Regions from separate parts of the Mus musculus genome. Here region 2 is linked to region 1. Evidence: chromatin contacts called from public HiChIP or PLAC-seq data. All regions are on one chromosome and are shown on one strand. The core of a region is the stretch at or near the end of the contact, and the rest is flanking DNA. Distances in the headings are between cores, read along the strand shown.

What was found. HiChIP or PLAC-seq counts read pairs in DNA pulled down with a chosen protein or histone mark.
Region 2: a contact with region 1 is called in an H3K27ac HiChIP or PLAC-seq map of hepatocytes, with 4 times the contacts expected there. The contact joins two enhancer-like sites. A contact is called at or near these places in 1 of 39 promoter capture datasets (the C10 cell line), 1 of 15 datasets of contacts at CTCF or cohesin (large pre-B cells), 1 of 484 Hi-C or Micro-C datasets (liver) and 1 of 115 datasets of contacts at active chromatin or transcription factors (hepatocytes).

Annotation. Positions count from the first base shown.
Region 1 is chr5:148,753,827-148,758,083 of GRCm38.p6, forward strand. No RefSeq gene overlaps it. Among named protein-coding and RNA genes, the nearest start is that of 2210417A02Rik, 14 kb to the left of the region's middle. Within about 2 kb of position 1,260, at least 18 of the 459 cell types and tissues checked have an H3K27ac peak or open chromatin away from gene starts, as enhancers often do. A contact at or near this core is called in hepatocytes, where this site is marked.
Region 2 is chr5:149,327,781-149,332,005 of GRCm38.p6, forward strand. No RefSeq gene overlaps it. Among named protein-coding and RNA genes, the nearest start is that of Gm35620, 7.3 kb to the left of the region's middle. Within about 2 kb of position 2,006, at least 49 of the 459 cell types and tissues checked have an H3K27ac peak or open chromatin away from gene starts, as enhancers often do. A contact at or near this core is called in hepatocytes, where this site is marked.

The sequences.
Region 1 (4,257 bases), core at 10-2,509:
CTCTAAGCCCATCCCACTGACTTAAATCGTGAAAGGAGAGTAACAGTGACAGCCAGAGTCCCCTGGCAATCACACCTTCACAGAGTACAAACAGCAAAATGCTGTAGACGCTTTTCAGGAAAGCCATTTGGGAAACAATCTAGTAGCAAACTCATTTAGGTTCTTTTTTAAAAAATCTACTTCTTTAAGTGAACCAACAGTCACACTCTCGGGGACTCCAGCACATTTAGAAAGAATGGGCTTGCAGAATACAGCTACCAAGGACTTTAATATACCAAATCGTTGTCTCGGGGAAGGAAAACCCAGGAACAGAGGGGAGCTGGAGTCTCTGCAGTTTCTTCCCATTAGTCTTCTGGAGATGGGGTATACATTCCTTCCTGCTCCCCTGTGCCCAACCAACATGTTAGGAACGTGGAGGAAGCCATATCAGGGATCTGTAAGGCCCACACATCAGCAGCCGGGGCTTTCCCTGCAGAGCTGGGGGTGTGAACCAGTCTCTACCCCATAAAACATCACCAGATCATTAAACACACCAAATCACTCAGGATATAGGTGACTGCATGAGCCTTTATTGAGTGGGAAAAGTATGTATATTGTTCAAATTTTTAAAGAAATTATGAACGTGGGCTTTGCAATATTTCAGATTTATATTTTTAGGTATATGAGTGTTTTACCGGCAGGTAAATATGTGTATTACTTGTGTGCAGTCCCTGCAGAGGCCAGAAGAGGGCATAAGATCCCCTGGAGCTGAAGTTACAGGTGGATGTGAATTGCCCTGTGGGTGCCAGAATACAGAGCTGAGTCCCCTGCAAGAGCAATCCACGTCCTTCATTACTGAGCCACCTCTCAGCCCATGCTGCATGTAATGATTATATGAACATGGAGGCGCGTACGTTTATAGGACCCAGGCAGGGAGACTAGGGTTAGTGGAGGCATCGCTTTCATATGGGCGTGCAGGAGTTTATAAAGAAATCAAGGAACTTGGACTAAGATTTACACACATGAATTTACAGGAATGCTTGCTCTATGTGACATGAGATGAGACCTCTAATTTCAGAACCGCATGTTTGGCAGGAAGAAAGGGACCTCAAGTGTCATACGTGTGCATGTTGTCCTGCAGTTTCCAACGAGGAGTGTGACAGAGGGACTGTGTGTGAGCTTCAGAGAGTCCGGCAGGCAGGGCTGGGAGAGGTCATAGCCAGTCTTTCCCTTGTGCATATCGAGCTTTTCCCACTGTTATAACCAGTTGTGTCATGTTTGCATAATTTGGAAAGCATCCAACGATGAGACTACTGTTGGCAGGGGGTGGATGCCGTTTCTGTACACATTTCACCTTGGCCCCACGGGCCTGCAGAAGACTAAGCACTGTTCTTGCCACTGGCTGTTAAGGGAGTGGGGCTCAGACCCCGTGAGTAGGCTGCCTCTTCGGTGCACTCCTCAGTGGCTCTCCTAGCCCGTGGGCTGGGTTCCCAGCGGCAAGCTTCAAGGGCAGGGTGGGAGGAGACAGCAGACCTGCAGGGGTCAGCTGCTGCAGGGGTCAGCTGCTGCAGGGGTCAGCTGCTGCAGGGGTCAGCTGCTGAAGGGCTGGATGCTGTTTATCCCTCCTCAGATGCCAGGCTGGTGGTACCTGCAGGTAGTGGGCCATGCCGGAAGTAGAGCCTAGCGGAAGGATTTGGCTCATAGTCGAAAGGGATTATGGGCACCTCTCCTTTCTCCTTCACCCTACTCTTTCTCCTTCTCCCTCTCTGTCTCTCTCCCCTCCCTCTTTACTTCCCTTTCATTCTTCCTCTCTCTCTCTCCTCTCTCCTCTCTCCCTCCCTGGTTCTACGTAATCTTTTCTTTGCTGGTGTACTCCACATTGTAACGGAGCACACCCCAGGGGGTCCTCCTCTCCAGAGCATATGCCCGGCTGCTTGTATCTGGAGGGTTTGTGCAATTCTTTCCTCTGCTGTTGCATTACTGAAACATAGATGAATGCATTTGGCCAATGGTGTCTTCCTGGCAGAGACAACTCCGAACTTGAGAATGAACTCTGCCCGTGACATAAAATACAGATGAACACGAGATAACCATTATCAACATATATAACCAGGAAGCCTATTGCCTAATTGAGTTTGAAGCAGCCAGTGTCTGCCAGCAACCTCACCGTGTTATCTGCAGCCCTCAGTAGTCGCTTCATGTAGTCAAAAGAACATTCATAAACACCATCTGTTGCAGGGAGGGAGTGGTGTTTACAGACGTCCGTCCTCTGCCCCACCGATGTGTTCTTTCTTGACAAGAAGGGCATCAGGCTGGAGGCCTTGCAAGTCCACACCTCAGGAAGCCCTGGGCCACAGACCTGTGTGCCATCCCTTGGCCATATCAGGATCTCTGATGAACACACCCTTTCAAGTCCCTGGAAATCAAGGAGTACACGTTGTGATGTGGCCAAATGGCTGTAGCTCTGAGTGGCACCAACCTCTCAACCTTACCTTCCTTGGTGGTAGTCATGTCTCCTTGTCTTTCCTGTGGGCTGTTATTACATAAATGTGTACGGCTGTCTGCGTATATGGTTGCGTATTGTGTGCATGCAGTACCGGTAGAGGCCAGAAGAGGGCATCTGATGGTTGTGATTTGCCGCGAGGCTTCAGAGAACCCAATCCAGGTCCTCTATAAGACCAGGCATATTAACCGATGAGCCATCTCTCCAGCCTTGCGAGGCAAGGACTTTGAAGCTAGATAGCTTTAGGGATTCAGAAACATTCTTCCCAGACTTACACTGAGTTGCTGGGTTTGACCAAGTCCTGTGGGGTTTCCCTTCGCCTTAGTTGTCACATGGCGAGTCTAGCGCACCCACCCCACCCCCAAGTCCAGAGCCCATGTACCCGCAAGCCAAGCCCAGCCCTGCTGCTTACTGTGGGCGCTCAAGCAAACCAGGGCCTCTCTGAGGACTGGTATCCCCTTTCTCAGAGAAGGCTTATACAGATCATTTCGCCTTGTGGATCTTTTATGGGAGTCAAACTAGAAAATTTATGAGGAGTTGCTTTGCAGACCATAAAACATTCAGGACATAGGAGGTGCTCCGGTTGACTTGCTGTGTCTTGGGAAACGAGAGGTTCTCCTTAAGGTTTTCTACATTCAAGCATGTATGAAATAACACACACACACACACACACACACATTGCACAACTGGGAATCTTTCATGGCTGATCTCTCTGGCCACAGTTATTCCTGCTAGGTGCCGGGCAAGTGCCCCCCAGTCTCCAGTGTTCCCTAAACAGGAGCTTTGAGGCCAGAGCTAAGCACAGTGCGTTGCTTCAGACTCTCAAAATGCAAATCAGTCTTGTAACTTAAAGTTCGGGATATTCTTCTAAATTTAAATGAGAGCCGCTTTAAATTTCAGGAAGGCAATCTGGCCGAGATTATTAAAACCAAAAATAATCATCTTTTGGGGGCAGGGTCTAAAGCATGACAAAGCGTCTGAGGAGGCTCTTGGATGTTGGCAGTGTGCCGGATGCAAGGCAGGAGGGGCGCGTCATTTAATAATTACTAACTCCATTGCACCAGTGAGGAAAGCCGAGCTCTAGGCCTAGCCAGCAGTACCTTCCCTAGAGTGTGTGCACTGAACTGTATAGCTCCATCCTCCAAGCCAAACAACCGCCACCTCCAGGATGTGCCGGGATGCCAAACTCAGCTGAGTATGTCGACACCCCCTCATAGAGGGAGGGCTGGGGAGGGTAACTGGACCTTCAGTTTCATCTTTGGCTGCTCCATCCCACCAGCTGTAAGCAATTCTGCCCTGATTACACCTGACCTGGGGAGGGGCTAGAATATATAGGCTGGAGGGGAAATGGGGTGGGGGAGGGAAGGGGAGGAGGAGTTACAGGGAAGACCAGCATCCCTGCTGGGTAAAGATCTTCCAGTGCAGGCTTTGGTTGGAGGGACTACACCCACACTCCTGAAAGTAACCTCTCACCAAGGGAAACCCAGTAAACACACTGGCTCCTGGATGCCATCAGACACCAGCTTGTTGCTGAGATGTCTCCCCCAGGGAAGGGATTTCAGCAACAGTCGCTGTCAAGTGAGTGTCAGTTGGAGCCAAACTACACTAACCTACCCTAACCAATGGATAGAGAATTCCAGAAGGCCAGCTCACTGTAGAGCGGGTGGCATGCCTCACTGGCCCATAAATGGTCATCCCGGCTCCCCTCCCCACTAACCCAGTGTCCCAGAGAAGGAATGAGACTCAGGCAGCAAAGCTTTGGGTGGGTATCATCA
Region 2 (4,225 bases), core at 756-3,255, 570 kb after region 1:
AGCTTAAAATGGCACAAACTCTATGCCTCACTCACTGTTCTGAAAACTACAATCCGGGGGTCAGTGGGGGTGCATGCCTTCCAGGGTGCTAGGGAGAGACCTCCCCCTGATCTTTTGGCGCTTCCAGAAGCTTCCTGCTCTCTCTGGCTCTTGGGTGCGTCTCTTCTTTCATCACATGTCTTAAAACTCCATATGCTTGCTGTAGGTCTACCAGATAACCCAGGAAACTCTTTCCACCTGAAGGTGTTTAATTGAGTCATATCTGCCATGTCCCTTCTACCATGTAAGATAGCATGCTCTCTGGTTCCTGGGGTGGGTATATTGGCATCTTTGTGGTGGAAGGGGTGGGGAGTCTATGACTGTACTACCCTGAACATGCCTGATCTCATCTGTGGGTGAGGGGCATTATTCTGCTTCCTATAATGAAGAAACCAAGAGAGAAGAAACAAAGAACTCACGCTGTCACTAGCTCTTTGTAGCTGCTCAATGAATACTTCTGGGGTAAAGTGGTTCTTTAAAAGTGAGATGAATTGTCTCAATTGTTCGTTAGAGCAACCTTCCTGGAGACTTGGGGACAGTTCTCAATTCTGGTCCTGATTGCCATTTTCTCAAGAGCTGGTGAACACTGGAGTCCCTGAGGGCTTGGTTGTTCCTAAGGAGTGCTCTACAAGGCAGCCTTTCCTACTGCCATCAGAGGAAACCCTGCCACAGAGGAGGTTTGATTGCAAAGGATGGGATTAAACATGCAGAACTCACAGACTGTGGAATTGGTGTACAACGCTTCCAGGCTCTCTCTGGTCCCTCAGCTATCCGACTGGCTTTGGGAGTGTGCCCTCTGTGTGCATCATGGGTGCATCCTAGAAAAGTAGAGCTGAACCTCTTCGAGGGCCTGAGGGTCACAGAAGCCCTTACATGTAAACATGCAGCCTTGTCAGGAGGTGTGGAGAGAAGAGAGGGGCCGGAACTGGAAAGCCTCTGAACAGGTCACTTCACCTTTGATGGGAACTGTTAGATGGAAACATGGTTGAAGGGCTTGCAAGGGATCAGGATACCCCAGGGCACACAGGGTGGAAAGGTTGGCTGTGCTGAGCTCGGAGCTGGTCAAGGTCAGAGAACAGAGGAAGATGGCCAGCTGGGTAGGATCATGGGAAGGCAAAGTTTTCTCTCTTCAGAGGCAGCAGAGCCCCTCACCCTACACTGCTCTGTTTTCGTCTGCCTCTTGGTTCTTGCTCCTTCTGTTGGTTTTAGAGACAGGCTCTCAATAGGTAGATCTGGCTGACCTAGAACTTGTGACATAGGCTCAGCTGGCCTCGAACTTGTGATCCTCCTGCTTCCGCCTCCCAAGGGCTGGGATTACAGGGATATGCTACCAGGCCTGACCCTTGGGTCTTAATAAATACACAGCTTGAAATGAGACAGGAAGAAACTCCCACTGCAAAGCACCAGAATGAGGCCGAGCATATGAAGCATCTCTGCAGTGCCAGCCTGCTCCAGCGGCTCATGCCTGTAGCCTTGTGTCCTGAGCTCAGTACTGAGCAAGGCTGCTGTCAGGGCTCCGGGGTTACCTGAGAGTGGTCCCGCTTGCCTTTGTCAGAAGGCAGATGCATTTCCCGACTCTGATTGCATCCCTTGGTTCTGACACCAAGTGGCTGTGGAATTGGAGTGAATCACTTAACTGCTCTGAGACTCCCTTTCTGAGCGACAACAATAGCCTCTTCTCTGGCTGTCGCCAGAATCTGTAAAGCCCCAGGCCCAGCTCAGAGAGCTTGTTGCCAACTGCCCTTGCTAGAAAATTCTGCCCAAGGGAAGCTTTAATTACAGGCCCTTTCTCTTTCTCTCTACTCCCGGGTTTGCTTCCAAGACAATTAACAGACCAGAGAGTTCTGCTACCTATCAGCCACTGGTGGCCAACAGACTCCCCATGCTGGCAACAACAGTGCCTCCAGGAGCCGGACCACTTAAGCAGGTGCCAGCTTGTTGCTCCACGGCTCCCAGAACAGTTGAATCGGTGATAGTTATGCAAGATGCTTGATTAAATATTTACCTTGCTCAGAGCCACCCTGGTGTGGCAGGGCAGGGAAGAAAACCTGAGAAGCAGGGAGGCTCTGGCATCCTCTGCAACTAGCCTGCAGGAACATATGTCTTGATGGGACATATCCTTGACAGACTAGCCAGCCCGTTGCTTTAAAAAAAAAAAAAAACATAACAGTAATGATCTTCGTTCAGACTTGGATGGAATCAGAAGTGTCAGATCCCTGGCCAAACCTGAGAAGTTTGAACAGTACCTGCATACGGTTTCCCCATGAGTTTGGGTGCATACCCACATTCACCACAACATGAACTCTTGGGGTTGAGGGGAGGGTAGGTGGGAGGGTGGGGTATGGGAGGGGTCACCCAGTTCAGTTCCATATAGTCACTACCTACAAGCTCTTGTTATCTTATTAAGGTTGCCATGAAAATATTTCCATCACCATTATTATTTGTTAGATAAGGACATCTATGTCTCTGAGAAGGTGAGCAGCAATGCACATATGTGTGTGTGTATATATATATATATGTATATATGTTCTAGTATATATTGGCTCTAGTATATATATACATATATACACATATACACATATACACATATACACATATACACGTATACACGTATACACATATACACATATACACATATATACATACACATACATATACATGATATACATATACATCATATACATATACATATACATATACATCATATACATATACATATACATACAAGTTAACAGCAAGGCTACAGAGCCAAGATTTGACTTTGGTTCTAGTAATGTGGCATAAACAATATCCTAGATTCTATCATAAGGATCTTGAAGAGTATAGGTCTCTACAGGGGCCCCAGTAGCCCTCCTGGTTTTATTTGATAGAGGATGGGATGTAGTCACCATAAAGGGAACCCATTGCTTCTCCATAACTTGCATCCACTGAACTCTGCTCACGTGGTGCTGGACAGGGTCAGATGTTCACAGTGCCAAACAGGCAGCTGAGAAGAGGGAGGTGGGTGTTAGAAACCTCTGTTTCCTGAGGAAATGGAATGTGTGCTGTTGATAGCTTTGTGGAGGGTCTGATCACACTCTTGTCCTTCCCAGGGTGCCCAGGTAAGAATAAACACACACACACACACACACACACACACACACACACACACACACACCAGACACACAGATACACACACAGAAACACAGACAGACACATGCATAGACACACATATGCATAGACACACTCAGACATACACACACAGACATGCACACAGATATATACACACAAACACACAGAGAGACACACACAGACACTCAGACACACACATACACACCAGACACATACAGAGACACACAGAAACACAAACATACTTAGACATACACACACATACACATATTCACAGATATACACACATATATCACACACACAAACACACAGAGAGACACACAGAGACACACACAGACACCCCATTTCAGCACCCAGAGGGGTGGCAGGCACAGGCTGTTGTCCCATTCTGGTAAGAGACCCCCTAGAGGGTGCTTTGCAACCCCAGGGGTCAGGCTATCCAAATCTGTATGTAACGTTTTCTAGATGATTCTAAAAGCCCGGGATCCCTGAGCGGCTGCACATCCCAGGAGACAGAGGCGGGAAAAGGGCTTTGTTTGGAACTTGTCCAGGAGCTTATGACATGGCTCTGCTATAACTATAACTAGGCACATGGTCTTGCAGGCACTGGGGTCCCCTCAGATGAGAGCTGGTCCCTTTAAGAAACTTGCAGTTCTTGGGACTTTGGACTTTTGGACACTGGTTTTTGGTAACTACGCGCTTCCTCCCAAACACAGCTTTCTTGAGTTTCTCACAGGTCACAGCAGCATTTCTGAGAGTCCTTTGGGGCTCTCAGAACTGTGAAGTTGATGAGCATTTTGTTTGAGTCAAGGTCACACTGCTGTGGTGGGCAGCGTAGGGTCACTCCTGGGCTCTGTCTTGGGGAGCCATGTCTCAGTCCTGAGCAGCACGCTGTCTCCAGACACTAGGGAGACACACATGTCTGAGGGGACGGTGAGCCGAGAGAGGAGAACCAACAAGGGCTTAGAGCAGTTAGAGTAGGCCTGAAAGGGTTAAGGAAGTCTGGATTCCAAGTAGTAATTTGAGTCCTTGGAAAAACAAGGGCTTTTAAATCCTGCTTTAGGGCTGTAGGTCTGGC